Regions from separate parts of the Mus musculus genome. Here all the other regions are linked to region 2. The links are chromatin contacts, called in public HiChIP or PLAC-seq and promoter capture Hi-C maps. All regions are on one chromosome and are shown on one strand. Each heading gives the region's core, a stretch centred on a gene start, on an enhancer-like site or on the middle of the called end of the contact. The rest is flanking DNA. Distances are from core to core; before and after follow the strand shown.

Region 1 (3,622 bases), core at 939-3,438, 1.2 Mb after region 2:
TTATTTTATGTATATGAATACCAGAAGAGGGCATCAATTCCAGTACAGATGTTTGTGAGCCACCATGTGGTTGCTGGGAATTGAACTCAGGACCTCTGGAAGAGCAGTCAGTGCTCTTAACCGCTGAGCCATCTCTCCAGCTCCCAATCAGCCAGCTTTTCAATGCCTGCTCCAACACTACTGTCTGTAAAATGTTTTCCCCGCCCCAGTTCTAAAGTGTGGCAATTCTTACTGACCAGGACATAGGGGCCAAGGCTTAGTTTCTTTGAAACCTTGAAAGAACCTTCAAGTACCTGGGAGGCAGGAGGGCAGAAATTCAAGGTTAATTGCTTCATTTTGAGTTTTTGGCCAGCATTGGATACATGAGACTGTGTCTTCAAAGGGGAAAAAAAACACAAATAAAAACAAATACAAAAACAAACACCAAATCACAAAAGCATCAGCTTTTAGTTGGTAACCACCCAGCTTTCCGAGGTCAAAAGGACAGTGGTCAGCCATGGGTTTGGTTTATACTGCAAAGGAAAATCCTCTCTGTCAAGACTCCAGTGAGCACTTTCAGTCGTTTATAATCCTGTACAGAGGTCACTAGGCCCTTGCTGGGTGTAACATCAAGAGCAAGAGGAGACGAGAGAGGAGTACACTTATATAAGGAGTCAGGATATTGCTTTTTAAAAGTCTCAGGTGTGCAGGACAAGATTTCTGCCTCTGTAGAATAAGATTAGAAATAAAGGCCAAACAAACTCCCCCTTGCTAGACAGAGCTACTTGAACCTGCCACTGTCTTAGGAGCACTAAGAATAAGAAGCACAGCCTTTGCTACTGATAGGATCTGATTTCTCACAGATGAACACTACAGAGTCTCCTCGGGATGAGCTGTCTGTGGTGAGCCTCACTTTGAACAGAGGCCGTGAGATAGCCTGCTGTCAAGCCTGCCAAGGAAGAGCCCTTGGATACTGTTCTCTTTCAGAGGAAACTGGATCTGACATCCTATCAAGCCCCCAACCGAGGTTACCACCTTTATGAGATTCACATCTTCTCTGGCTTCCAGCCCCCAGCAACACGCCATCCACACACACAAAAGACTCATGTCTTCTTCTCACAGGCTCATCCTGGCTATGACCTGTCATTTCCTTTCAGGTCTATGTCCATAAAAAAAGAAGAAGAAGAAGAAGAAGAAAAAAGAAACCTATAAGCTACGAGCTTATATGAGCTCATCTATGAGCTAAGTCATCGAATATAGATTTTAGTCTCCACAAGACCTGGCTGAGAGTACAGCAAGAGGAAGAATAAAAGGCTGAGGAGAGAAAGGTCCCCTCGATTTCCACACCTGAGCCTGGCTGGTCATTGCTTGCTATGGGGGTGACTATGCAGCTTACCCTGCAGTGAATGACTGGCTGTAAATGGCCAGGTGCCTCTTCAGGCAAAGAAAAGTGCACAAGAGATAGGCTATGGGACACACCGGCTTTACGAGACTGTGTCAAAGGACATCTCTGCCACCTTTGTCCTTAATTTGTGGGGGAGGTCAAGTCTACAGATAACCTGTTCCAATCTTTATAACAATATCAGGGTTAACCGGGCACAGACAGCAGCTTTTTCTTTCTCATCTCCAAAGAAGTGCGCAGGGCTCAAAAAAAGACTGCCATCCGAAGACCTTGAAATAGGAGCTGTAGGGCTCTTAGGGCGCGAGGTACAGCCTCTGTCTATTTCGTATTGATTCTCGAGAGGAAAAAAAAATTGTTTTGAGGTGCCAGGGAGTTGAATGCAGAGCCTCTGGCCGGGTTAGGTAAAGCAGCGCTTCCTAGTAAACTACATACCAACCCTCTGTAAACTTCCCACGGAAGGAAGCATCCATCAGCCCGGCTCCACTTCTGTTCAGAAAGGCAGCACCTCGCGGCGGTCCCTACTTTCCACGTAACCCCCCCCCCCCCCCCCACACACACACACACCGCCCCGGGGCATTCCTCCACAAGCCCCCGTCCACACTCCGCGCACCTTGACCGTGTCCAGGGGGTGCCCCACAAACACCAGGCACATGCCGCCGAAGCCGCCAGCCAGGAGGTTCTTAAACGGACTGATGGGTTTCGGCTCGTCTGCCATGCTCAGTCTTCTGTCTGTCTGTCTGTCAGCTCCGGGCAGTCTTGGTCTTGCTCCGCTGCCCGAGCGGCTCCGCCGACCTTTCACCTACATTCAGGTGGGCGGGGCCGTGGGCAGGTCGGAAAGAGGGCCCAGTCGTACTAGCCTGGCTTCCGCCCTGAAGTCTACTTCCGGCTGCCCTCCTCCTTAGTGGGCGGGGCTCTTTCCCTAATGATGTATGGGAGGGGCTTGGGAATGATTGTCAGGGACTTACTCCTCCAGGAAGTCTTCTTGGACTTGAGTTTTTTTCTTTCTCTGGTCCTCTGTGGTCCTATGCATCTGTGCACTCCCCAGAGGTCGCATACACCCTTTTGCGTGACAGCCACTTTTTTTTTTTTAGGTGCTGAAGAGTGGAGGTACCCCATAGAGGTCCCTGTCTTTGATAAGCCTTGACTAAGTTAAAAATGGCATATGTCCTATGGTAAAAATGGCTCTATAGGAAAATAAATCCGGGAAGAAGTAAAGTGTGGGAGACAAATAATTTGTAACTAATTTGTTAAACAAGAGAAGCTCTCATTAGGAAGGCAAAGGATTAAGATCTAGGGCATGGAAATGAGTCCTGTCTAAAGATACCCGGTAAAGGATGAAGGACCTTTCTGGCAGAAGATAAAGAAAATTTGAAAACTCTGAGATGTCTGTGTTGTCAAATCTGAGAAACCACAGGCCACAGGGGTGGGAATGGGGTGCGGTGGGATGGTGGAGCAGCCAGTGAGGACAGGAGAAACGGAGACTACTCATCAGGAGGAACTGTGAGGACATCAGTCTCTTCTATGACAGGTTTTAGATGGAGACTAACAATCTCAGATCGGATTTTAAAACAAACAGACAAAAATCAGGATCGCTGTAACTGCTGGTGAAAACAGCCAGAGGAAATCCAGGGGGCTGGAGAAAGTTAAAGGTCATGAGTAGAAATGTTGGCTTGGACCAGCACATAGCAGAGTTGTTAACGAGGTGCGATCCAATGGTGAATATTTTCTAAAGGAAAACCCGAAGGACCTGTTAGTGAACGGAAATTCATTCTGCTCACTACTCATGCAGAAGCTGCAGAAGCTGGCTCAGCAGCTCAGAGAACTGGCTGCTCTTACAGAGTACCTGGGTTCTGTTCCCTGCACCCTCGTAGCAGCCCAGAACTGTCTGAAACTATACTTCCATGAGACCTAATGCCCTCTTTGGGCCTCTTTGGGCACCAAGCACACATACATTCATGGAGGCAAAGACTCAAGGACACAAAATAAAAATGAGTAAATATATATTTTTTTTTTAGAAAAAGTTTTGTGAGAGAGGCTTACGGGACAATGCTAATGTTTTTGGCCTTAGCAACTAGAGAGAAGACATCATCTTTAACTGAGATTGGGGAAGAGATGGGGTCAAGCAGATTAGAGGATGGTAAAGGACATTTTAGACATAATTAGTTTGAGATTTCTATTAATAGATCTATCTCCTGATCCAGGATTCTGTAAAGAGGCTCGGGCTAGTGGTTAAATTCAGTA
Region 2 (3,403 bases), core at 385-2,884:
GCCCATTCTCTGTAGACTGCTGTTATTTCTCACTTCCATTTTCTCACAGTCACTGAAACCAAGAGAGGCACCTCCACATGAGCAATTTCTAGCACATGATTAAAAAAAAGGTGACATACAGGCCACGAAGTAGCCAGGCTGCCACAAACCATCTTTGAGAGACCAAGCCAAGGACACCCCACTTGGCCACCCAGAATACCCCAGTTGGCATTTAAACAAAGAAAGGAGTGAGTGGTTTGGCCTTGGGCCACATTGTCAGACAGGCCTGTGGCAAGGGCTGGGTTTCCTTAAAGGAGAGCCTCAGTCTGAGGTTCTGAGTGAGCCAGGAGTAAGGGCAAAGGTGACTAGGCCAGGAGTCCCAGCTTTTCAGGGTTTGCAAAAGTTGTAAGACAAGTTTAGGAGGCGAAATACCCAACATCGAAGGAAAAGCAACTTCACTAAAAATAGTGTTAAGCATTTTTGTTAGTGATAGTGGTGTAGGACTACAAAGTCCTCGAAGATTTCCAATATGGAAAAGTTAGGTAAAAAGTGATAGCTTAAAAAAGGTAGTAGATGGGTAGATACAAGAAACGTGCCGGCCAGGTGGCTGCATAGATTTTACACAAATGCAAGAAAAGAAAATGCCACGTCCCTTTGTTGAGAAGGAACAAAGCTTACAGGAAACTAAGATCCGGCGCGGGTGGTTCAGCAAAGAGGGCCTAGGAGGACCCATTCTCACCCTCCCTCCCAACCCCCATAAGGGTAGATTCCAAAGACTTTTCTGGAATAGAGACAGCGTAGAGAGAAATCTGAAAGGGGTGAACAAGACAGGATGCCCAGCAGGCTTCCTCGATCTCCGCGGTCTGGCTCTTGGCTGAGGATAGCCCTGGACTATCCGAACGGCCTCTCCCGCCCAACATTCCGCCCGGGAGGGAGGGTGCACATGGCGGGCCCTAGCCAGGCCATTCCGGGTCGGAGCATCAGAACCAAGTGGACAGACTCTGTTTCCTGCTGGATCATCCCGAGGGCCGACCAGAGGCCAGCGGCCTGGGGCATCGCTCGCTGGTCTCTCACCTGCCCAGTCCTTCCAGCTGGTCCATGGTGACCGTCAGGTTGGTGACAGGGGACAGTCCGCCAGCAGCTGACGCGCCAAACAGCATCTTCCCCGTGGGCTGCGGCGCAGGCGTGGGGCTGCAAGCGAAGAACAGGCGGCGGCGGTGGGGGGGCTCCGGGCCCAGTTCCATGGCGCCGCCGGGCCTGCCCGGACTCCCGCTCCGTCTTCCTCCGCCTCCGCTGCGCCGGGCCCCGCCCCGCTGGCACCGGCTTCAGCCGCGTGCCACGCCACCAGCGCCCGCGGGTCAAACACAAACACGACCCCGCGGTTCAGAGACGCGGCCGCCACGGGCAGCGGCGCGGACCGGCGAGCGTAGGGGACTCGGCAGGCGCCAGGCACAAGCACCGGTGCTTCCCTCTCTGTCCCGCGAGGCCCGCAGGCGGGCGGGCGCCTGCAACCTCAAGATTAAATCCAAACAAACTCCGTGGAGGAAGAGTCTTGAGACCACCGCTCCGACTAACTCGCCTCACTTTTTTTCTCCCTCCTTGCTCCGTAGCCGGCTCGCAGAGAAGGAACCTTCACTTCCCTCACCACCAAAGTGGCCTTAGCGTTAATTGCTGCACACTCAGGATAGCCGCCGCCCCGCCCCTTTCCTAGTTGGCGCCAAACGGAATTCACCAATCAGGAAGCAAACTTCTCCTCGCTCCCGAATGACAGCTGAGCCGGACCAATGAGAAGGAAAGGAGGAAGCGTCTCGTGGGCCTCCTCGAGGTCACGCCCTCTCTCGGTGGGGGCGAAGCCTGAAGAGTTGGGAGGTGGCTGAAATGAGAAAGGAGTCAATGAAACTTTCTGTGGGGGCGCTAGTCCCTACCGAAAGGCCCCGCTCTTTTTCAGTTGCATGCTGGGTAGTGTAGTTCCTACAGCGTGTGCTACACACCTGTCTGAGCTACTGAGCATAGTGCTGTGCACTTTTTTTTTTTTTTTTTTTTTTTTTTTTTTTTTTTTTAGGAGACAGAGAGACTAGGGAAGGCCATCTGGACCAGGCGTTGGCTCTTCTCTAACTGTGTGGTACAGTACCATGGATCCTGGATCCCTCTTTTCCTTCACAGGACTTCAGGCTCTGATTTTGTCTTTCTTTTTTTCTTTTTCGAGACTGGGTTTCTCTGTGTAGCCCTAGCTGTCCTCGAACCCGCTCTGTAGACCAGTCTGGCCTCGAATTCAGATCGATCTGCCTCTGTCTCTGCCTCTCGAATGCTGAAATTAAAGGCATGTGCCACCATTCCTGCTCCAGACTCTGATTAATTAATTTAATTAATTTTTGAAATAGGGACTTTTTTTTTTAATAGCCCGGGCTGAAACAGGAGTAGTTGAGAGCTATGATCCACAGATAGCAAGCAGAGAGAAGGGGGTGGGGGGAGGTGGGATGGAGAAAGGAAGAGGGAGAGGGAGGGAGGGAGGGAGGGAGGGAGGGAGGAAGAGAGAGAGAGAGAGAGAGAGAGAGAGAGAGAGAGAGAGAGAGAGAGAGAGAGAGACTTTGCCTGGTGTGGGTTTTTAAGAACTCAAAACCCACTCCCATCTACACACCTGTTCCAACAAGGCCACACCTTCTCTAAAATCCCTCCCAAACAGTTGGGGATCAAGCATTCAATCATATGAGCCCATGGGAGCCATTCAAATCACTGTAAAAGTACTAGGCAACATTTAGTGTTTATGTACATGACAGTGTTTCATGTGTGATAACTCTACTAGTGTACTTAATCTTTACAAGTCTTACATCACAAAAATAATTCCAGGAGGGACCAGAGTGAAGGGAAGGTAGTTACTTTATTCACTATTTAGATGAATAACCATTATATCACAAGACATGGTTATGGGCTTCTTAAGTATCTTCACTATGGCCATATTTGTGATTCCATATATTTTTCTTTTGAGACAGGGTCCCGTGCAGTCAGGCTGGCTTTGGACTCTCTATAGTCAAGGATGGCCTTGAATTTGATCTCCCAGTTCACCACTGAACTTAGTTTTGTGCTTGTTAGGTAAACACTTCTAAGTAAGCTACATCCCACCCTACCCCCATTGAGCTTCCCCAGTTACATTGCTCAAAGGATGTAATTTGAGCTGGGGAAGGTGAGAAATACCTGCAACTACAGAATGTGGGAGTTGGAAGCAGAAATTTAAAGTCACCTTCAGCTGCACAGGGAGTTCTAGGCCAGGTGGGGCTACTTAAGGCCCTTCTCAAAAAACAAGCAACACCAAAAAAAAAAAAAAAAAAAAAATGTAAAGCGGGGCGTGGTGGCGCACTCCTTTAGTCCCAGCACTCGAGAGGCAGAGGCAGGCGGATTTCTGAGTTCGAGGCCAGCCTGGTCTACA
Region 3 (3,352 bases), core at 437-2,936, 1.0 Mb after region 2:
TGCGCACAGCTGGCGATCCCACGAAGCGGTAGCGCAGGTTGGCGTTAGGTGGCGCGTCGCCGTCGGTGGCACGCAACTGCAGGATGGGGTAACCTTCTTCCACATTCTCACGAAGTGTTTCCCGATACTGGGCTTGCTCAAACACTGGCGCGTGATCGTTGCGGTCAGCTACTGTCACCGCCACCATGGTGGTAGCTGAGAGGCGCGGTGAGCCGTGGTCCTGTGCTGTTACTCGAAGGTAGTGGCGTTCCATACTCTCACGATCCAGAGCGGCAGCCGTGCGGATGAGGCCACTCTGAGGATCAATACTGAAAAGCTCCAGCGAGCGGCTGTTCATGAGCGCCGCCAGCGAGTAGATGAGGCGCCCGGCCTCGCCTGGGTCCGGGTCTTGTGCCACCACGCGCAGTACTGATGTGCCCGCTGCCTCATTTTCAGGTACCAGTGTCTGGTAGTTGTATTGAGGAAACTGCGGGTGGCGGTTTGCAGCACGACGAGGACGAGCCTGGTTAGTTGAGAGTATTTGCTTGGCTTCAGGACCAGTCGGAAACCCGGGAGGGCGCGGCCCAGGGCGCTCAAAGAGGAAACGGCGGCGGAAGAGACCGCGGGAGCGCATGCGCCCGGGAGCTGTCCGAGACTCGCGAGGTGCTGAACCCGGCGTAGGAGCTGTCCTCACAGCACGTGGTGCTGAATCCTCCCCCAGGCCAGATCCTAAAGAGCCGGGGAGGCAGTCCCGCCGAAAGGGTCCCCTGTCCACTGTGGAAGTCGCGGATCTCTCACCCTGACCCTTGTGTCCTGGCTCCCACAGCTTCCCGCAGCAGCGAGAGGTTTCCACTCTTTTGCGGATGCTTCTCCTAGCATTACGCTGGAAGGCCACTGGCCTGGAGCCATCAGGCTGAGCCAGAAGTTCTGAAGGGTGAGGAGAGCTGTTCCTCAGATCAGAATCCCCTGGGGACAGAGCATCGAGTGGCAGGCTACCTCTTCGTAAAGGCCCTGTCCGCCCACAAGAGGAGATCTCTGGGTGCCAACATAACAGATACCCTGGACCCTGACCTGCCTCTTGCTCGCGACTACCCAATGCCTGGACCACCACCTCCGCGTTTGGTTGCTCAGGGGCCCCTCGACCATTCCGGGCGTTTTGCCTACCTACTCGGAGCCTCATGAAGACAGGCTCCCTGACCCCCAGGCCAGGATCTCCATCTTCCCAGACGCCGGGAGATTCGGGACAAAGAGCTACGGCTCCACTGCCGATTTGCGCTCTTGGCCCAGTAGTAGTAGCAACCCCTGGGTCCCAGTCCTGGTCCCCACCGCCCCCCAGCTCCTCCCGGCTAAAAGGGAACAAAGAGAGGAGAAGGAGCAGTAGTACCGGGGTCGACGGTCCCGGGAGACCCCACCATAGAGGCCGCCTCGCCATCACCCCCGCCTCCCGTCACGGCCTCCGCCGCCCCCCGCCCGGGTCCGGGCCTTGGGCCCGCCCCGCTGCTCTGGCCCCCTCCTGGGCCCCTGCCGCCGCCCCGGCCCTCCGCCCCTCTGCCCGTCGCTCCGCGCCGCCACTGCTCTCTGGGCACCATCTACTCCGCGGCCAGAGCCCCTTTGGCATACGGCCCCGGCTTTTGCCGCCCCCACCACAGCATCCCCGACGCCGCTGCCGCCTCCCGACGCTCCAACATGGCTCCCGGCCGCTCCGATGGTTTGCTCCACCTCCGCCCCGATGCCCCAAACCTGGTGGTACAGCCCGTCGCGCATGGCAGTTCTGGCGACTGAAGCCGTTACCGCCATCTTTATTGAGAACAGAAGTGCTGCCCACGGTGCTGAACGGAGCTGGGAGTTTCTCCGCTACTCTGCCACCGCCCTCCCTCTCATCCTAGTGCGCTATTCCAGCGTGGCTTCCTAGTCTTTCTTCAGACCGAGAATCTCGTCTCCCTTTAGAGCGCTAGTTCCGAGCCCTAACACCCATTTTGGTTTGAAAATGTGCTGTCATCGGTCTGGGAAGGGTTACCATATAGAATCCTGGGACTGTGAAAATAATGGCCAGACACCGGCCTGGTTCAAACAATAGCGTTAACTGTTTATTAACAAGTTTAACTTATGAGAAACATGTCGCAAAAATCTCCTTGTTTGCTCCTACAGAACAGGATCTGAAAACGACCCTTCTGAGACAGGAAGAGAAGCCAACTCTTCTCCGCCACGAGAGTCACTAGCGGTCTCCCAGACTTGGGAGAGACACCACGTCTCTCTAGGCTATGGTTCTTTCCAGTGTTCTGAGATGCCACGTGGAACCCAGGGTTGTACAACTGTGGACCCAGCTTCCTCAGATCTCCGCCCCCTCGCCTGCGACAACTGCATCCTTTAACCCCTTGAAGAACCCGACAGAAGCTCAGTTCTCCCTAGTCCTGGTCCAGTCTAGCTTTCCGTCCAACTCCTGGCACGCGCGCATCTCAACCAACCAATAGCTAGATGTGGCGCAACAGACGTCACAGAATCCTAGAGAAAGGCGGCGCATTCCAATTAGAGTGTCATTGTTTCTATTGGCACAATGGGAGACCCCGCCCCTCTCGGAGGACTCCATTGTATGCGGGAGGTAGGAGGGCCTCGCGGGTTCCACGCTAGCCAGCAGAAATAATCCAAAAGACGCGCTATATTGATCAGCCTCCAAACTTGGCATCGGTGATGAGCTGCAACGCAAGGTGCAGGGGACTCATTCATTCTGACACCGAGACAGGAGTCAGGCCTAGGACCCCAGAACATTGCCCTGGGTGCGGTTCCCCCGGCTGAGTGGTTACTACTTCAAACAGTCCAAGAACTCCTGGCCAAGACCTCTGGCCCGCCCCCAAATGGTAGCTATGACATCACCAGCAACCAATCAACGCATTCTCTCGCTCCTGGGTTTCTTTGCTTCGGGGAGGTTTGGCTCACTCGGGTTGCACTGGACGAGGCTGCTGTGATCTGACCCATGGGTATCAGCTGTAGTGTTTGGGGTCGTTAAGTCTTAAGACTCAAGTCAGAGTTCCGTGACAGATACACCATTTGTGCGTGTAGGTGGACTATGTACAGCGGCACTAAAGAAAGTACTCCGTAGGATTGTAGTTCCTGACTAGAGAAGAGAGGAGCGGGACCTGGTTTTGAAGCGCCCGCCGCTCTGTGGGTCCACAGACTAGCTAGTGGAAAGCGCAAATCTCAGGTTGAACAAGGAGGAAACCAGCTGGAATCACAGAGGAGACCCCTGAATGACCTTAGGGATCTGGACTTCCGGTACGAGTTGCCTGAGCAGCACTTTTAGGATGCCATCCCGGCTCTTGCCGCGTGGGCAGATGTGTTAAGTAAGGCACCTTGGCTGAGGGAAATCGTTCCGTTT
Region 4 (3,240 bases), core at 22-2,521, 1.0 Mb after region 2:
CTGCCCTCCAGTTTCAGGACAGGGTCCAGCAAGACTCCAGGGTCGAAGCTCTCACCTCCAGGGAGTTTTGACAGGCTCCCACTCGAAGTAGAGAGACTTCACCTGGGAACAGGAGCTTTTGGAAGCCAATCCAACCTGGAGGGAACTCTGCCCTGAAAGCTTTCACCAGCCAGGCAAGTTCTGACCGGGGGTGTGGGAATCTCTCATCGGGAGGCACTTCTCTGGAGAGGCACTTCTCTCGGAAGTGGGAGACTTTACCAGAGAATAGGATCTGAGGGGGTCTCTCAGAAGAAACTCTGATCTGGGGGGGGGGTGCCTCCATATGGAATGCAGCTCTCTATAAATATATTTCAGGGGAAACAAATTTGGAGTGGGCAGGGGGGAGGGGCTAGCCTGTGGGAAAGATATCACCTGTGAGTTCTGATCTAGGAGAGGCTATAACCAGGGGAGAGAATCCCACCAGAGGGGTAGGAACTCACCTGGGAAGACTCTCTAACCTGGGTATCCAATGGAGGAGGGAGCAGTGCAGACGCAAGGAAGATCTTCAGAGATTCTCTGCACCGCGGGCTCCAGGAGATCTCAGCGGCCCCTCTCCCCTCCTTCAAGATCTCTCAAGTCTTCTTAAAGGGCTCCCTCCCCTTACCAGGCGGCACGCGCCTTGGAGGGCGGAGCCTTGATGCTTGGCACCTCCCTTTGGGAGGGCACAAGGGCCGGCAGCGACAAATGTGAACAGTACCCTGCCGACTCAGGCCGCGGCTGGTCCACCGCCTGGCTAGAGCCTGTCTTGCAGCGGTTTCTCTCCCAGTCCCAACGCGCCCAGCTGGCACACCTCCCGTGCCAGGACTCCTCGGTAAGCAGCAACTTCCCTGCAGCGCCCTTATTAGCACTCCAGGGACGTTCAGTACAACCCTCAAGAGCTGGGGTCGCGCCAGAGCCCGCCCCCATCCCTCGCTGTTGATGGATAACCTCCTTCGGAAAATCGGCAAGGCGGTAAACTAAGGCTCCGCAGACGGGAAATGCCTGTCGGGGACTTGGAGGTTCCCTTCCTGAATTGACCCAGGCCGGGAGTCACAGAACTACTAGCGCTTCGCGGGCACGCGGAATTTGGGCAGCGCCCTGCAACTCACCGGACCCATCGGGAAGTCCCATGGCCCTCAGAGGGTAACTCGTGTACCGCTTTTCAAACAGCTCCCCCAGGAGGCCACTACCGGCTAGAAGGTGGCGCCAGGCCCAGAACTTGGCCGGCCGCAAGCTCCACCGCTAGGATGTGCAAGATCAGACCAATCAGAATTCTGGGGGTGGAATCCAAGTCATACTCTCTGGGCGGGGCGAGCCCGGAGAATAAAATTTTAACCCTTTCCTTCCCGTCGGCCTAGCTTCTGTCCCTGCCTGCGATTCTTGTTAACCTGCTGGGAGCTGGAGCATTCTGCTGAGACTGGAGGACTGGAACGAAGGCCCAGCGCTACGCTTGGCCAATGTTATGCCTCTGTGCCCTTAAGTGGCTGGACCTAATTGTATGCTTTGTAGAAGGTCCCCACTTTATGCAGAGGAGACATTCTTGACCGATCTGGATGCCTAGGTGTGCAACCAGGGGCCCCAGCCTCAACTGTGGGAGATCTAGGCCTGTAGGGTCTCTCAGGGACCACCAAGCTGTGAGTATCACCCTCAGATTTTTCCTTCTGAGACCTGGCACAGTGGTCCTCAAGACCAGCCCCACCCCACCTCCATTTCTTTTTTTCCAGACAAGTTTTCTCTGTTTAGCCTTGGCTGTCCTGGAACTCTCTGTAGACCAGACTTGTCTACAGAGATCCACCTGCCTCTGCCTAGTGAGTGCTGGGATTAAAGAAGAGATCAAAGGTATTTGTCACCATGGGTGGCTTCTTAAGCCCCCCCCCCCCCTTTCACTTTCACACCTGGCTGCCTAGACTGGAAATGGAGCACTCAGGATCCTTTCCAGGTCTGGAAGCTCTGGCCTGATCCAAGTGAGAAAAGACCAGTAAGGGCCAGAGTGTGGGTGGGTAAGCAGGAACTGAAGTGGGAACGCCTAGGTTTGGGGTGACTAATGGGCAGGGCCACAAATGTCAGCCTCTGGATATTAAGGAAACCCTCATATGACTGCCTAGACCAGGAAAGTGGCTTCTCTTGGCGCAGCTCCTGCGCTCCAACTTCAGGCTCCAGTCACAAGGTGAGAGGCCATATTTCAGAAAGAAATGGGAACCTGGTCCAAATCTCCCATGAAATGGGCTAAAAATAACTGGCTATTTTGGAGGGAGGAGAGCTCAGAGTCCTACAAAGGTCATCCTGGGTGAGTATTCTCAACAGCTGAGACAGAAAGAGGAACAAGTGTTTTCTATAGAAGTTTATTCCCAAAACAGAGCGCGGCTTCACGGAACAATTTACACAGACAGGAAAGAGGGCCACTGTTGGAAGGGGACCCCAGAGACGGGCATCTACAGAACCTAGGACATAGCAAGGACACTCTCCCAACCGACAGGCCTCTCAGCCCTTCAAGGGCAGGGGTCAGTCTGGGTAAAGAGAGCTGGGGACCTGGCTGGTGGGATTTGGCACAGGCAGTGAAGTGGGATTTTTTTGAATCTCAGAAACTGCCTCCCAAGAGTAAACACAGGGTAGGGGTGGGTGGCGGCTGCACAGAACCCCGGTCCTGAGCCACTTTCGGGGCAAGCTGTTAGAAGACTCAGCTGACCTTTGACCTGGGAAAAGTTGGGATTAGAAGCCTACCTCAAGATGGCCAGGTCCAGGGGCATCGCAGGTGGGTCTTTTAGGCCCCTCCCCCACTTTTTCTACCTTTCACTTGTAAACAAAGAGGGGGAAACATTCTGAACTATAAAACAAAGTGTGTAAGTTCAATGGTTGAAGCTGTAAACAATAAATAAAACCCAACCATGTTAAAAAAATAATCTTGATCTGTAAACAAAGTAACAAAAATGTAAAGTCCCCAGCACTGGACATCAGACAACTAACAAGAGAGTTTTGTGAGCAGGATCCTAACAGTTACCTGTCCCTTTATAAGGGACCAACAGAAGGTGGGGCAGCCACTGCTGCAGCCTGGTGCCAGGGAGGATCCTGTAAGCAGTGAGAGGCGGTGGCACCTACCTACATTCTGGGTCTTGGGTTCCCTTGTTTCTGCTCCCTTTGCTCACTGCCCCCCTCATCCCTCAAGGGGACAGTGTAATGAACCAATGGCACCACAGACAAGTGAAGGAGGGACAAAGGAGTTTC

What was found. Promoter capture Hi-C pulls out the DNA fragments that hold promoters and counts their contacts. HiChIP or PLAC-seq counts read pairs in DNA pulled down with a chosen protein or histone mark.
Region 1: a promoter capture Hi-C map of embryonic stem cells shows a contact between it and region 2, with 2.8 times the contacts expected there. The contact joins the promoter of Slc25a20 here to the promoter of Cdc25a in region 2. A contact is called at or near these places in 2 of 39 promoter capture datasets (embryonic stem cells and pre-B cells) and 2 of 115 datasets of contacts at active chromatin or transcription factors (astrocytes and microglia).
Region 3: a contact with region 2 is called in an H3K4me3 HiChIP or PLAC-seq map of embryonic forebrain, with 4 times the contacts expected there. The contact joins the promoter of Celsr3 here to the promoter of Cdc25a in region 2. A contact is called at or near these places in 10 of 39 promoter capture datasets (3T3-L1-derived adipocytes, the C10 cell line, cranial neural crest and 6 more), 3 of 484 Hi-C or Micro-C datasets (embryonic stem cells and palatal mesenchyme), 7 of 115 datasets of contacts at active chromatin or transcription factors (astrocytes, differentiating embryonic stem cells, embryonic forebrain and 4 more) and 2 of 9 other capture datasets (embryonic stem cells and liver).
Region 4: a contact with region 2 is called in a promoter capture Hi-C map of hippocampal neurons, with 5 times the contacts expected there. The contact joins the promoter of Slc26a6 here to the promoter of Cdc25a in region 2. A contact is called at or near these places in 10 of 39 promoter capture datasets (the 3T3-L1 cell line, cranial neural crest, embryonic stem cells and 5 more), 1 of 15 datasets of contacts at CTCF or cohesin (large pre-B cells), 2 of 484 Hi-C or Micro-C datasets (B cells and bone marrow-derived macrophages), 9 of 115 datasets of contacts at active chromatin or transcription factors (cardiomyocytes, embryonic stem cells, kidney and 3 more) and 1 of 9 other capture datasets (adipose tissue).

The regions. Positions count from the first base shown.
Region 1 is chr9:108,660,702-108,664,323 of GRCm38.p6, reverse strand. Slc25a20 (solute carrier family 25 (mitochondrial carnitine/acylcarnitine translocase), member 20) reads right to left here and starts at 2,188. Exons shown (of 9, transcript NM_020520.5): 1 at 1,992-2,188. The coding sequence starts at 2,096.
Region 2 is chr9:109,873,810-109,877,212 of GRCm38.p6, reverse strand. Cdc25a (cell division cycle 25A) reads right to left here and starts at 1,634. Exons shown (of 15, transcript NM_007658.3): 1 at 1,054-1,634; 2 at 1-52. The coding sequence starts at 1,223.
Region 3 is chr9:108,824,379-108,827,730 of GRCm38.p6, reverse strand. It overlaps Celsr3 (cadherin, EGF LAG seven-pass G-type receptor 3), which reads right to left and starts at 1,686. Exons shown (of 36, transcript NM_001359572.1): 1 at 1-1,686. The coding sequence starts at 1,411. It overlaps Gm35025 (a long non-coding RNA gene), which reads left to right and starts at 1,611. Exons shown (of 2, transcript XR_871161.3): 1 at 1,611-3,249.
Region 4 is chr9:108,852,074-108,855,313 of GRCm38.p6, reverse strand. It overlaps Slc26a6 (solute carrier family 26, member 6), which reads right to left and starts at 1,271. Exons shown (of 20, transcript NM_134420.4): 1 at 480-1,271. It overlaps Celsr3 (cadherin, EGF LAG seven-pass G-type receptor 3), which reads right to left. Exons shown (of 36, transcript NM_001359572.1): 36 at 2,345-3,240.